Linked DNA regions of Mus musculus: regions 1, 3 and 4 are each linked to region 2. The links are chromatin contacts, called in public HiChIP or PLAC-seq and promoter capture Hi-C maps. All regions are on one chromosome and are shown on one strand. Each heading gives the region's core, a stretch centred on a gene start, on an enhancer-like site or on the middle of the called end of the contact. The rest is flanking DNA. Distances are from core to core; before and after follow the strand shown. Region 1 holds the start of Pla2g4e (phospholipase A2, group IVE). Region 2 holds the start of Ccndbp1 (cyclin D-type binding-protein 1). Region 3 overlaps Capn3 (calpain 3). Region 4 holds the start of Capn3 (calpain 3).

Region 1 (3,398 bases), core at 897-3,396, 760 kb after region 2:
TGTAGGGGCTATTTAAGGGTTAAATCACAGAAGCATCCTATGAGGCAGGGAAGGACACCTCTATTCTCCCATTACAGTGAGCTGCCATCTACACACCTGCATCATCACACGCACGCACACACGCACGCACGCACGCACGCACACACACATGCACGCACTGACACCAGATCAGACCCATGGCCAGACTCTAACTGCTCAGCTGCCTGGGCCCATGCTCCCACCATCATTCTAGGTCTTACTTGAGTGCGGGAATTGGGGGGGGCAGGGTATTGAGGAACAGAAGGTTCCCCAGGACAGAGAACTCAGCATAGAGGTACATAAGCTCCCCTTTGTCTTCATGAAGCCCCCGAAATATTAACCAAAAGAAATCTTTACTTCTGAGGCTGGGGAGATGGCTCAGAAAGTAAGGTGCCTGCTGTGCAACTGGATCGAACTTGAGAATATCACCCTGAGTGAGGTTCTGAGACCCAGAAAGAGGCGTGTGGTGTGTTCTTAATTATAAGTGGACAGTAACCATAAAGAGCAAGATAACTATGCTACAATCCACAGACCCAAAGAAACTGGGTAATAAGGAGGACTCAGGGGAGGATGTGAGAATCTCACTCAGAGGGAAACAAAATAGTCATCAGAGGTGGATGGAGTGCGGGACTGGGTGGGAGAGGAGGTGAAGAAAGGAACAGGGATGGTGATGATCAGGTGTGGGAAGGGGAGGGAGGGGGCTGGGAGTGAGAATGGAAATCAGTGGGGGGAGCATCTCTGGGACAAGCTGGAGACCTGGGTTGGGAGGAGGCTACAGGGAGTCTATGGGGGTAGCCTTAGCTGAGATCTCTACCTACCAGCTCTTCCAGTAGCCAGGTGGGACTTCCAGTGGAGGGAGGGGGACATCAACCCACCCACAAAACCTTCACCCCAAAATTTGTCCTTCCTATAAAATGCACAGAGATGAAGATGGCGCAGAGACTGAGAACGGCCAACCAATGGCTGCCCAACTTGAAACCCATGCCATGTGAGAGAGCCAACCCCTGACACTGTTAATGATGCTCTGCTCTGCTTGCAGACAGGAGCCTAGCATAACTGTCTCCTGAGAGGCTTCATCCAGCAGTAAAGGGAAATAGAGACCCACAGCCAAACATCAGGCAGAGTTTGGGGAGTCCTGTGGAAAAGTGGGAGATAGAGGCTGGAGAGATGGCTCAGCAGTTAAGAGCACTGATTGCTCTTCCAGAGGTCCTGAGTTCAATTCCCAGCAACCACATGGTGGCTCACAACCATCTGTAAAAGAGATCTGATGCCCTCTTCTGGTGTGTCTGAAGACGGCTACAGTGTACTTTAATAAATATAATAAATATTAAAAAAGAAAAAAGAAAAGAAAAGTGGGGGATAGAATTGATCAAGCCAGAGGGGTAAGAACACCACAAGAAGACCCACAGAATCAACTAACCGGACCTATGGGAGCTCAAAGACTGAATGAACCATTATCCAAAGAGCATGCCCTGTAGCAAATGTGCAGCTTGGTCTTCATGTGGGTCCCCTAACAATTGGAGGGGGTGCTGTCTCTGACTCTGTTGTCTGCCATTAGAGTCCCTTCCCATACCTGGACTTCTTGGTTGGGTCTCAGCGGGAGAGGAGGTGCTTAGTCCTGCTGGGACTAGATGATCCAGAGTAGTTGGTACCCAAGAAGGGGGTGTGTCTTCTCCCGCCTCTGAGGAGAAGGGGAGAGGATAATGGGAGAAGGGTTTTGTAAGGGCGGGACTGGGAGGTGAGGAGGGAATGGGACTGTGATTGGGATGTATAATATATAAAAAATTTGGGGGAAAGGAAAAAGAGAAAAAACTAAGCAAGCGTGTTGTGTTAGCGCACTGCAAGATGGCGCTGGAGAGGCAGCTCAGCTTCTGCGGTCAGGAGCGCATGCTGCTCTTCTAGAGGACCTGGCTTGCTTTTGTTTTTGTGATTTTAAACATAATACCATGGTGCATTCTCTTTCAACTTCATCATATCATTTATCAAGCCAGACGAAATGAGAGGCAAGGTTAATGACCAGTCTCCACCATCAGCTGAGAGCCTAGAGGTGGGTATTTGTTTTCATAGCTCAAAACAGAGATGCGGGATGAGGAGCAACAATTGAGCAATGGCTTTACGGGATGAGAATGCGAGTCTCCTTTAGATCCTGCTAGCCTCAGGCATATCGCCAGCCCCCGCCCCCCTTCTCTGGGATATATTGAGTTTCACGCTTAAAAATAGCTCTTGCAGTGCAGAGCTGGAGACAGCCCCGAGCCTGAATCGCAGCTCTGCAAAGCCGGTCTCTCCTCGTCTAGCACTACGTAGTGCGGGGCGGCGGCGGCGGCGCAGTCCTTGTTGCGTGCTGACCCTCTGCACACCACGGAACCTTTCTTTTACTCTTGCCAACCAGGTTGCTCGAAATGTTTCCGGCGCTCCCTTAGCGAAGCTGTGACCTCTTTCCCTCCCTCCCTCCTTAAAAATTTATCTGACATTTCTCCTGGAGGAACCTGCTGACACCTTTCCTTTCTCCCAAACCTCTCCTGAACTTCCCTGAGGATAAAATCGGCTCCAGCTCTATGCAGTCTATTCCACACTCCGATGAAGCAGACGTGGCTGGGATGACCCACGCCTCAGAAGGCCACCATGGCCTGGGGACCAGCATGCTTGTCCCAAAGAACCCACAAGGGGAAGAAGACAGCAAGCTAGGAAGAAACTGCAGTGGATTTGAAGATGCACAGGACCCACAGACTGCTGTGCCCTCCTCACCTTTACTTTCCATGGCTTCTTGCAGTTCTCAGGTATGTCTTTTTTCTGAGGGGAAAGGCTCCTGTCCCCTTAAACTTGATCCCGCCCCTCTCCTGACTCTGAATAAGATCACATGTGTTCTTGCAGTTTAAAGCTCAGATTTTGTTAATTTTTTTCTTTTTCTGGAGGTGATCCCTCTCCAACCCCATCAACCTACCTGTCTTTACCTCTTTGTGTTCAGAAAACCAGCTAACAGAAGTCGTAACCCTTGAACGAGTGTATCCTGCTATGTATCCAATACTCTGTTAGGCAAGGATTCATGTATGCACTTAGTGAGATGATAAAGCTTGGAGATATTAGACATCTATTTTTTTTAAAGATTTTAAAAAAGCTTTGTATATGTATGTGTGTGACTATGTTTGTGTATGTCACATGTGTACAGTTATCTACAAGGGCAGAAGAGGGAGTCAGATCCCCTGGAGCTGGAGTTACGCCAGAGCCTTCAGCCTTGTTAAGGAATCTATTCAAGATCACACAGGTGGTTTTGAATATGAATGGCCCCCATTGGCTCATACATTTGAATATTTAGTCACCTGGGAGTGGACCGCTTTGGTAGAAGTAGGACTAGTACTGTTGCTTTGTTGGAGGAAATGTGT
Region 2 (3,179 bases), core at 459-2,958:
CTCACATATAAAATTATCTTCGATTTTATTTCACAGGAAAGTCACATGCTCAAAATGAAGAGAAACAAACATGGATAATATACTTACGTATAAATATATAATATTACCCTGAAGATAAACATATAATGTTTACATGTCAGGATATAGTCTACTACCTTAGCAAAGCCCTAGCCCATGAATACAACACTACCGTGTACGGTCACTTACCCTGGTCCTTAGGAAGTGAATAATACACTATAATTATTTCCTCGATGGCAATACGGACTTGCTCACAGATCCTCTGGGTTTCCTATGAGGTGATGGACCAAATTCAGAAAGAATGTTTAACATCAATGCTGTCAACTCATTTACTAAGGAAGAGACCAAACATCTATAGAGCATGGTTAAATCTTTTATGAAAACTCGTCATGAGTCAGGTCTTATAATGTACTCACCACACAATAGAAAGAAATTAGGTAGACACCTGACAATTATAAAAAGCATTACAAAAAGAAGGACAGCCTTGGCTGTCCTGGAACTTGCTCTGTAGACCAGGCTGGTCTTGAACTCAAGAGAGCAGCCAGCCCCTGCCTCCTTAAAGTGCCGGGATTAAAGGTGTGTACCACCAGCAGCAACAGCAACATCTTAACACTAAAGGGTTTTATATAACAGGTGCTGCTTAGATACTGCAAAGACATTTAACTCCTCCTCTGCTATTTATTGACCTGAGCCTCTAAACCTGCTTACTCATTGGTCAGATGGGGAATATGTATGTGAAACAGCTATAAATCAACAAGGAAAGTTGAAAGTTAAGAGGAACTAACCTGGCTGAGTTTCAGCCTAAATTTAGAAGACCTTTCTAACCCTATGCACCTGGCTATTTACAACAATCCCATGTGGTAAGAACTGTAACCTCGCTTGCTAAGTGGGGGAAATAAGTGTGGCTTGAATGTGAAGGGTAAGAAAACGGGAGGATTCTTAAGGAGAAAATAACCCTCCGGAAGCAAAGCTCACCTGTGGAGATGGCCATGGAAGTTTAGAGAAGTGCGTTGTCAGAACAGTGGCTTCCCCGTTCACTTTCACTGCTGCCTCATCTGGGGGTGTCAGAGGCGGCAGGGGGCCAAAGTTAGTGTTAAAAGGTTAAAGTTACTACTTGGACTTTTTAGATAACGCGTCCCTTTTCCACCCTAATCAACATCTCCAAAACAACTCCAGAAATCGTTTTATATTTCTGCTTCAAGTGCGGAGAATGGGTGGGAGAAGGGATGAGGACCAGAGACATTGTCATCTCAGGGGACAGCAGAGGGAAGGTTAGGATGCAGGGAGATGAGGGAAGAGCCCGCAACGGCAGACACTCACTGAGTCTTCTCCAAAACATTTCTCGATTAAATTCCTCCGCTGTCTCCTGGGCTTCGCCGACTTGAGGAAGGCCGGATCACCCCGAAAGCAAAAGACAGGTGAGAGGAGCCCTGACCTGATGCCCTACATCCCTACCCGGAGCCCGGGATGCAGATTCCCATAACTCACCCCGTACTCGAGGCAGAAGTGACCGTAGCTCCTCTGCTAAGTGCCGGAGCTGCTCCAGAGGCGGAGCAAGGAAGGGGACTGCGGCTGTCGAGCTCGCCATCGCAGGCTCTCTCTGGGAACCAGCTAAGACGCTTAAGCCATTTGGCCCCGCCGCAGTACTTCCGGTGCTGAAAAACTCATCTCGTTTCCGGCAACACACAGCGCGTCCCGCCCCTTCCTTCTCAGTGTAGCGACCCCGCCTTCCCAGACAGCCCGGCCATCCGTCCACGCCTCCCCCCACCCCCAGAGACCCGCCCACTCAGGAACAAGACCACGCCTCCCCACTGGAAACCTGCCCACTCCCCGCTGGCCCGGCCTGGAGACCCAGCCACGCCTCCTTCACCTGCCCTCCCCGCAGATCTAGAGACTTTTTCCAGTCCCTGGCTACACCCCACTACCCCTCCCTCCATGACACTAGGCCACTCAAAAGACCCAGCCAGGCATCTTTTGACCTACTAGAGACCTGGCCACTCTTCTATGTAACTGAGCTTTTCCCCTGTAAATATGTCCGTGGCAGTGCCTGCAGAGGCCAGAGAGGGAATCAGATCCCCAGGACCCGGAGTTACACTGTGTGAGTGAAGGGAATCGAACCTGTGACCTTTGGAAGAGCAGCCAGCACTCTTAACTGCTGACTCCAGCTCCCTGGTGACTCTTTCTCCAAGCCCCCAAACCAGGCCCACTTTCTGGCTCCCATATGTTTATCAACATTGCAGATCCGTTTGTGATATTTCTTTGTTAATACTTATCTTTTATTATTTTTTAATCACATGTAAGTCTGTGCACATATGAATGTAGGTGCCCACAGTGGCTCTGGCCTGGAGCTAGAGTTACAGGCAGTTGTGAGCATCTGACATGGTTGCTAGGGATTGAACTCGGGTCTTCTGGAGGTAAAGTACATGCTCTTAACCACTGATCTCTCCAACCCATTGTTTATGGCTACCATTCATTCATTTATTTGATTAGTTGAAAACAACCTTGGCTAAGGAAGCAGAAAGCCCATGATCGGTGGGGAAACAGGCTGGGAAGTCAAGTCTCAGGAGCAGTAAAGGTCCAGGACAAGTTTCCACAGGCTCCCTAGGCAGAAAATGACATCCTGAACTCCAAGTTCGGGCTGGATGCTTTTCACAGGATGACCCTAATAAACACAGTAGTACCAAGGGACACAGTGACACAGAGACCCCACTGTGGCAATCTTCTTGATTAGGGCTCTTTGCCTCCTGAGGAAGAATCAATTGTTAGACTTTTCTGCAGTCCACACAGCAAGAATCAGTAGTAAACATTTCCAACATTCAGATGTCCAAGGAGTGACTGCTTCCTGAAGCTCACCCACTGATACTGGCTTTCCCATCTGCCACAGGGCAGAGATCTGAGCCACAAATGTGGAGGCTGGACTTCTTCCAGGCTGCTAGCTGTAAGCCATGGACTTCAGGAGCTCAGATGACTTTTTAACTGCACCATGAATATTCCAAGTTCAGTGGAGTTCAATGTCCACACACGGTAAATGAGCACAGGTGTCAGCAATGTCAACCAGGTCCTCAATGGAGAGAATGTAAAGGCTAGGGAGCCATATGTCACATGAAGAAAGTAGCAAGAATAAACCTGCCATATGTACAGTAGAAGTATAAGTAGGTAAA
Region 3 (3,429 bases), core at 678-3,177, 530 kb after region 2:
TACAAGTATATGGTTTTAAGCAAGTAAGATCCTAGGAGCTGAACTCCAGAGAAGCAATGAGCTGATGAAGAAGACTTGAAACACCATGATGAAGGCAGGATCAAAGAGCTGACTGTAGGAAGCTGAAGACTTACTGCACACATCTTTATATCTTTTTGCTTTTATGTTTTTCAGATAGGGCTCCTACTGCCCAGTCCTGATCTCAAGCTGACTCGGGCTCTTTACTGGACTCCCACAATCCACATGAGCATGCATTCACATGCCTAGCCCCATGTGAAGGAGACTTTGGCTGAATCTTGAAATCCATATCCCCCACCCCTGTAGTCCTAAATGTTTCCCATCCTAAATGTTGCCTTACTTGGCATAAGCCTTCTCAAGGAGAGCACTCCAGAACTCATTGCGGTGGTTGGATTTGGTGAAAACCAGCTGATTGTTGTATGTTGGCAGACAGTCGTCAATGACCACATCTACCCAGTCTCCATAGCGCCAGAACTGCAAGAAGAAAGAAGCCCAGTCACCCCTGTGCACTCCCTTACCTGATCCCACATCCTATAGGACTCTGAGCCAAAACCCTACCATTTCCTGGGCTTTGCATCCTGAAGCTTGTTCATTCTAGTCTGGCTTTTGAGTGTGTAAATCTATCTCTAACTAGGCCATGAACTTCTGCAAAACAGGAAACTGCATATCCCTTAGTGTCTGTCAAAAGCCCAGCCCAGTTCTAGACATAGTAGGTCCTCTGAATATCTTAGGGTTTGAGACTTTTCTCCCTTGCCCATAGGTCTGGGACAGACCTAGTTTAAATACATTCGTGTATCCCAAGTGATTCCAGTGCCCGCCCAGGATTGAGAACTCATGATTAAGGAAAGCTGTAGGGCTAACTAAAGTATTTCTCTTTATCCCATTTTCTTCTTTCCTCCCCTCCCCTCCTCCCTTCCTTTCTATTGTGTTTGAGGCACACAGGTCAGCAGGCAGTATGCCTTCCTCCCTCCCTTCCCATGGCACATCGTCAAGGATGAGAAGTCAGGGGTCACAGATAAACAACTTGTTTTTACTAGGTACCCAGGCTAGCCTCGAACTTATCTTGATCTTCCTGTCTCTGCCTCCTGAGTGCTGGCATTATAGGTCTGTGCCACCACACCCAACTGATTTATTTATTGATTGATGGCTAAAATGGAAAAGGGGAGTGCACTGGATATGCTGAGGTACCATAGGAGTGGGATGTCAGCTGATCAGTTTGAGTCATTCTCGACACTAGGAAGTTTCAGGGCCAGAGGCACGCTGCTCAGAACCACAGAAAGTTCCAGAGCCCCACATGCAGGTCTCAGATCTGTTCTGATCCAACCCAGAATTTGTCTCTGCATCAAGATGATCAGTGCCCAGAAAAATTCTAATGGATAAATTAATTCTAGAACCAATACTTTCAGGGCTGGGTCAAACCAGCCACTAAATGCCCAGAAGACCAGAATTTTCTGGTAAGACCTAGAAAGGTAAGTGATAGCAGTAGGAAGGTAAATAGACTCCTCTGTCAAGGGTACAGGGTCATGAGCCAGGGATCACAGAAAAAAAAAATCCAACACTTTCAGGCTGAGCATCTTAAGAACCTGTTTGAGGGGGGGGGGCTTCAGGCAATAACATAGCAGCCAGCCAGCTGGAGGACAAGAATAGGCACTCAAGCCAGCAGCCTGGATGACTTTCTCTCCCCCTTTCTGGGGCACAGTGGAAAGTATGTAAGTTGGAGGGCACAGATAAACACCTGCTTCTTTGCAAGCTTGTAGCTGTAAGTGGGTCATTGCCCACAGGTAGGTGTGTAGAACCTTTCCTGAGCCAGCTGGGAAGTCAAGGCCGGGAGACCCAGGGTGGCCAGACTGTGGCTGGGTGGTGCTATACTTGTCTGAAAATATCTCTTGACTCAGAAGAGACTGAACGTTTCCGGGACCTTGCAGCCAAGTTAATAATATGCCTTGAGATCATTTAGGGCTATGTACTTAGCCTGCTGGCCTCTCTGCACTCAGCCTGGGGAAGTTTAATGGGCCTTTCAGAGAACAGAGCAGCCAACCTCATTATGCTTTCGATTTCCCAAGTAATCAGCCTTTATAACCTAAGCTAAACACACAGCTTTAATCTCAAGTTATGTACTTTACTATTACCATGACCTAAGATTATGCACGCTGTGGTAATAATTTCCTGAAAACAGCCAAGAGGTTGGAAGCAACGGTACGCAACAACTACCCCATTTTGGAAGCCACACGTGGATGTAAGTTGATAATATGTCTGTGGGTTTGTGCTTTTGATTCTCTGGGTGATTTGAGGTCAATAAAGTGATTTCTTTCCTTGTAAAAATCTGTTCAAGATTTCTGCAAAGAATTTCTGTACTGTTCAATGAATACAAACCAAAGCCCTCTGTTAGGCACAGATTCAGACAGACAGACAGACAGACAGACACACACACACACATACAACTAGGCAACAGACATATGACACAGGCACAGATGAGAAAAAACACAGACATGACAGCAAACACATACATTCATTAGATACACAGGCAACAAGGACAGATGGGTCACACACACACACACACACACACACACACACACACACACACACACACACACAGAGAGAGACACAGACACCAGACAGACTACAGACAAGAGAAGGTCACCTCCTTACTACAGCACGGAACATTTTGGTGCCTTCTCTGAGGTTATCTTTAACTGAGGTATGGCTGCTGTCTCAACCACACCCCCATTTCCTCACCTGGAAGTGGAAGATCCCTGCGTAGTTTTCAGTGAAACTTTGATCATGGGGTATAACTCGGAAAAGCAGCCGCTCATTCAGGGTCAGGCAGGCGATGGCTGCAAGAAACCAGCAGTCCCCTGCAAGCAAAAACAGACCCAGGTAGTCAGATGGGGGCTTCCCCTCTCAGAAGAGCCCTGCCAGCCCCAGTAAGAAGCTCCCCATAGCTAATGACTCGGGATGCCCACTGCCCTGCTTCCTGCCTGCCCTCAAGTAGGTGTGAGCTCAAGCAAGGAGACTGTCAGGGACAGGAGCTCCTCAACGGCACGAGCAGCACGAGGACCGGGTAACTCATTCTCTCAAGACAGGCTTTCCTAAGTTAGGCAATGGATTCCTCCTTTAATAAAACACTTCCTGGTCATTCTCTCTCTCCATGTGCAGGGCAACCGCAACATGTTGGAACAATAAATTCCTCTTGCTTTTTACATTGTAAATAAATAAATAAATAAGTCACTTCCTTCTATGGTCTCAGTAGAGACAACAGTGGTAATTATGGCTGTCCTCTGTCTTTGTAGGGTGAGCCCATTTCCCCTTCTGGCATCACGGAAAACAGTATTAGAGAACCATCAGCTAAGCAGACGTGTGTCAGAAGGCAGGGGTGTTGGGCAGCTAGCTGCCACAGAACCATTCTACACA
Region 4 (3,061 bases), core at 227-2,726, 540 kb after region 2:
TTCACAACACTCCTCCTAGTAACTTGCCCAGTATGTGAAGCTAGTGGACCTGCAACATCTATTTCTCCCTCTTTTCTGTGATTATTTTTTCTCTCTTCCCCTTTTTATGTTTATTTACTGACTGGTTAGCAGTGCCAGAGATTGCACAAGCGGCCTCTGACATGCTAAGTAGAACTCTACCACTAAGTGTTACTCCTAGCCCCAGATTGTTTTGTGACTAAAATGTTTCTTGTTTCAAAAACAAGAGTCACATTGGAGGCACTATGAGAGAAGGGAGCCAGGGAAACATAATTTCCCTTCTGGTGGGTCCCTAGCAAGCAGGGTTTCATTCAGGTTCTGTCATATGCTCAGTCTATTGCTGGGTTTTGGCATCCTAATTTATGCAGTGAGGTATAAAGGCAAAAATTCTTCTAGTCTCAATGTTATGTTATAAAAAGTAGTCTTTGCCTCTCTCCTCTTTCCCTGGCTTCTGTGTTTCAGAAATCCACGGTCCCTGGCAAATGTCCAAAACAAAAAGAACAGCATCTCATGATTTTAGCCTGAGAAATGGAAGACGTCTCAATATAGTGAGGCAGAGAGTATAGCTCTGGCCACCGTGGCACTGATTCTGGGGAAAGGATGGCCATTTTAAAGATAAATTTAGGATCTAATTACTTTCATGAACAGCAGAAAGCGAGAAAGTGTGAGAGAAGCAGCCCTGACCCTGTCCTCTTAGACTTTCTTAGACTTGACCCTGTCCTCTCCTTTTTGCACTTGCAGCCAGAGCCCTGGCCCCTGCCAGGATCCTTCCCCGTGTCCATGTGCCCAGCTGTGCTTGGGGAGGTGCTGAGTGGGAGGACGTCTCTGAAGCAAACTCCAGCCAGCTACAAAACCAGTAAGCTACTCACCGGAGGTCTCTTCCAGACGAACTGGATGGGGAACTTCTGACTGTAAAAGAGAGAGGTCTCATCCGGTGGGAACTCGGGGTCTAGATAAAGAACTTTCTTCTCTAGGCACTTCCTGCGGAGCTGCTCAAATGTCTTCTCTTTCACACCGATGATCGGAAAATTGCGGCTAATGATGGCCGAATAGATGCCACTTGGGTGTCCACCTCCAGCCTCGGTGGTCTTGCCTTGAGCTGGGTGAGGAACTGGCCCTGGGGACCTGGGCTCAGCCCCCGTCCTTGGGGCCACAGTTGGACTAATAACAGTTGGCATGGCAGGCAACTTTGGAAGGAAGACTTTTTAAAGAAAATGAGATTCAGCTACCTTCAAGGAAAGGAAGTGATTACAAAGCTGAAGTTGAAGTGATTCTGTCATCTGAGGAAAAAAATGGCCACAGTCTCTTCAAAGTTTAAATCCTATCAGAAAACTGACTGGCTTCTGACCAGCTCAAATAGTGAACTATGACCCTAGAGCGATAGGTTTTCCTGAGGAAGAGTCAATAAAGGATTTAGACGCAGTTTCTACCTAGTGGCCTTCAGCAGCGCACTTGCCAGAGGGAGAAGAAGAGAGTGAGGGTTGTGTTTCAGTGGCCTGTAGAAGCTTAAGCCAGGAAAACTAAAAATAGACATGAAGTGAGGTTGTGATCATGAAAGCCACAGACTGGTGCGTGGCTAGACTGAGTGGTCGCGAAGGACCTAGCTGGAGGTATTTCTGCATTGACATTAAGAACTCGGCTTGTCAAGAAGTGAGAGTGTCTGAGACAGCTGAACACCAGAAATCAGCAAAGTGTGTAAAGGACTAGGCAGTCATGCAGGCTACTGAAGCAGCAGCCGCTGGATACATGGAAAACAGTATTTTAGAGCCAGTATCTTTTCTAGAATGTTCTGGAGTCGGCTTTCAGTCCAACTGGGTAGAAAATGCCACTCAGCAGAATTTCCAGTCAAGGAAATTCCTCTCTTCATGCCCACTGGACACACTGAGATCAAGTCGACTACATAATGTGTATCCTAGTAGATTGTTGACTAGATCATTTAGCTACACCACATCAGCATCCAGACAGAACTGGAAATAGAGCCAGGGTAGTGTCAAGTCCTTAGATGTCGTGTCTAGTGAAGACTCAGGGCTTTTAAATGGAAACCAAAGTGGCCTGGGGGAGGGAGCTGATGGCCCGGCTTCTGTTTTTGTTTGTTTGTTTGTTTGTTTTGTTTTTGTTTTTGTTTTACCATGGTAGTTGCTCTCTGGGTCATAATGAAATGGCTATATCTGATATCTGGCAGAGTAGAGGCTTGACCCAGCTTGCAGCTGTGCCTGTTCCTAAGTGACCATCCCTATAGATCCAAGTTTAGAAGACAGGAAAGGGTGGGAGATGACAGCTGAAATGGGGGCATAGGGCAGGAAAGATGGCTCAGTGGTAAAGCACTTGCTGTGTAAGTGTAGGGATTTGAGCTCCCACTTAAAACTAGGTGCAGTAGAATGTTTGCCATTCCAGAGCATCCACAGTGAGATGGGAGGCACAGGCAGGAAAAGCTGTAGAGGCATGGGCAGGTTGTTGGCCTATGCAGCAGAAAACAACAAAAAGACCGCGTTTCACCATGTCTCAAATAAGGTGGAAGGCAAGGACCAACACCCCAGGCTGTCCTCCTCTGTGTGGCATGGCACACGTGATCATGTGGATGCCTATACTCACACACACAAACATGTACACACATATATATATATACATGTCTCTCTCTCTCTCTCTCTCTCTCTCTCTCTCTCACACACACACATACACACACAATGAAAGAGAGCATGGGCTCATAATTCCTGGCAGTGTAACTTGAAGGAACCCTATGACTCAGCTATTGGAATCACCAGTTTATCTTCCTGTCCCTCCAAGAAAATGCTCAAGGTATCTTCTACTCCTGAAGAAGAACAGAGTTGCGCAGTCTCTGAAGGTTGACTGTCGAGGATCAAAGTCTAGGTTGACGTCTGCTGGCTGTGACTGTGTAGCTTTAGCCTCGTTACCTTTCTTCCTCTGAGCCAGTCTTCTCTCGTGTAAAGTGGGTTTGATAGTCATTCTGTTGTTGGGTTGGTGTAAGGATTAAACAAGTAAACTCATGTGATGCATTTAAAATGCTGTTAGGGTGTCCTAAGCA

What was found. HiChIP or PLAC-seq counts read pairs in DNA pulled down with a chosen protein or histone mark. Capture Hi-C pulls out chosen DNA fragments and counts their contacts.
Region 1: a promoter capture Hi-C map of adipose tissue shows a contact between it and region 2. The contact joins the promoter of Pla2g4e here to the promoter of Ccndbp1 in region 2. A contact is called at or near these places in 2 of 39 promoter capture datasets (both in liver) and 2 of 9 other capture datasets (adipose tissue and macrophages).
Region 3: an H3K27ac HiChIP or PLAC-seq map of regulatory T cells shows a contact between it and region 2, with 5 times the contacts expected there. The contact joins the enhancer-like site here to the promoter of Ccndbp1 in region 2. A contact is called at or near these places in 8 of 39 promoter capture datasets (the 3T3-L1 cell line, 3T3-L1-derived adipocytes, the C10 cell line and 5 more), 3 of 115 datasets of contacts at active chromatin or transcription factors (embryonic stem cells, regulatory T cells and stem cell-derived neural progenitor cells) and 2 of 9 other capture datasets (adipose tissue and liver).
Region 4: a promoter capture Hi-C map of liver shows a contact between it and region 2, with 3 times the contacts expected there. The contact joins the promoter of Capn3 here to the promoter of Ccndbp1 in region 2. A contact is called at or near these places in 14 of 39 promoter capture datasets (the 3T3-L1 cell line, 3T3-L1-derived adipocytes, the C10 cell line and 11 more), 2 of 115 datasets of contacts at active chromatin or transcription factors (embryonic stem cells and stem cell-derived neural progenitor cells) and 3 of 9 other capture datasets (adipose tissue, liver and macrophages).

What each region holds. Positions count from the first base shown.
Region 1 is chr2:120,244,083-120,247,480 of GRCm38.p6, reverse strand. Pla2g4e (phospholipase A2, group IVE) reads left to right here and starts at 2,146. Exons shown (of 20, transcript NM_177845.4): 1 at 2,146-2,795. The coding sequence starts at 2,574.
Region 2 is chr2:121,006,937-121,010,115 of GRCm38.p6, reverse strand. It overlaps Ccndbp1 (cyclin D-type binding-protein 1), which reads right to left and starts at 1,708. Exons shown (of 11, transcript NM_010761.2): 1 at 1,507-1,708; 2 at 1,339-1,398; 3 at 994-1,073; 4 at 208-289. The coding sequence starts at 1,606. It overlaps Tmem62 (transmembrane protein 62), which reads right to left. Exons shown (of 14, transcript NM_175285.3): 14 at 2,273-3,179. The coding sequence ends at 2,971.
Region 3 is chr2:120,481,554-120,484,982 of GRCm38.p6, reverse strand. Capn3 (calpain 3) reads right to left here. Exons shown (of 24, transcript NM_007601.3): 3 at 2,755-2,873; 4 at 359-492. Among named protein-coding and RNA genes, the nearest start is that of 4931402G19Rik, 14 kb to the right of the region's middle. Within about 2 kb of position 1,927, at least 34 of the 459 cell types and tissues checked have an H3K27ac peak or open chromatin away from gene starts, as enhancers often do. A contact at or near this core is called in pre-B cells and regulatory T cells, where this site is marked.
Region 4 is chr2:120,462,008-120,465,068 of GRCm38.p6, reverse strand. Capn3 (calpain 3) reads right to left here and starts at 1,476. Exons shown (of 24, transcript NM_007601.3): 1 at 888-1,476. The coding sequence starts at 1,196. It overlaps 4931402G19Rik (RIKEN cDNA 4931402G19 gene), which reads left to right. Exons shown (of 5, transcript NR_040608.1): 2 at 760-874.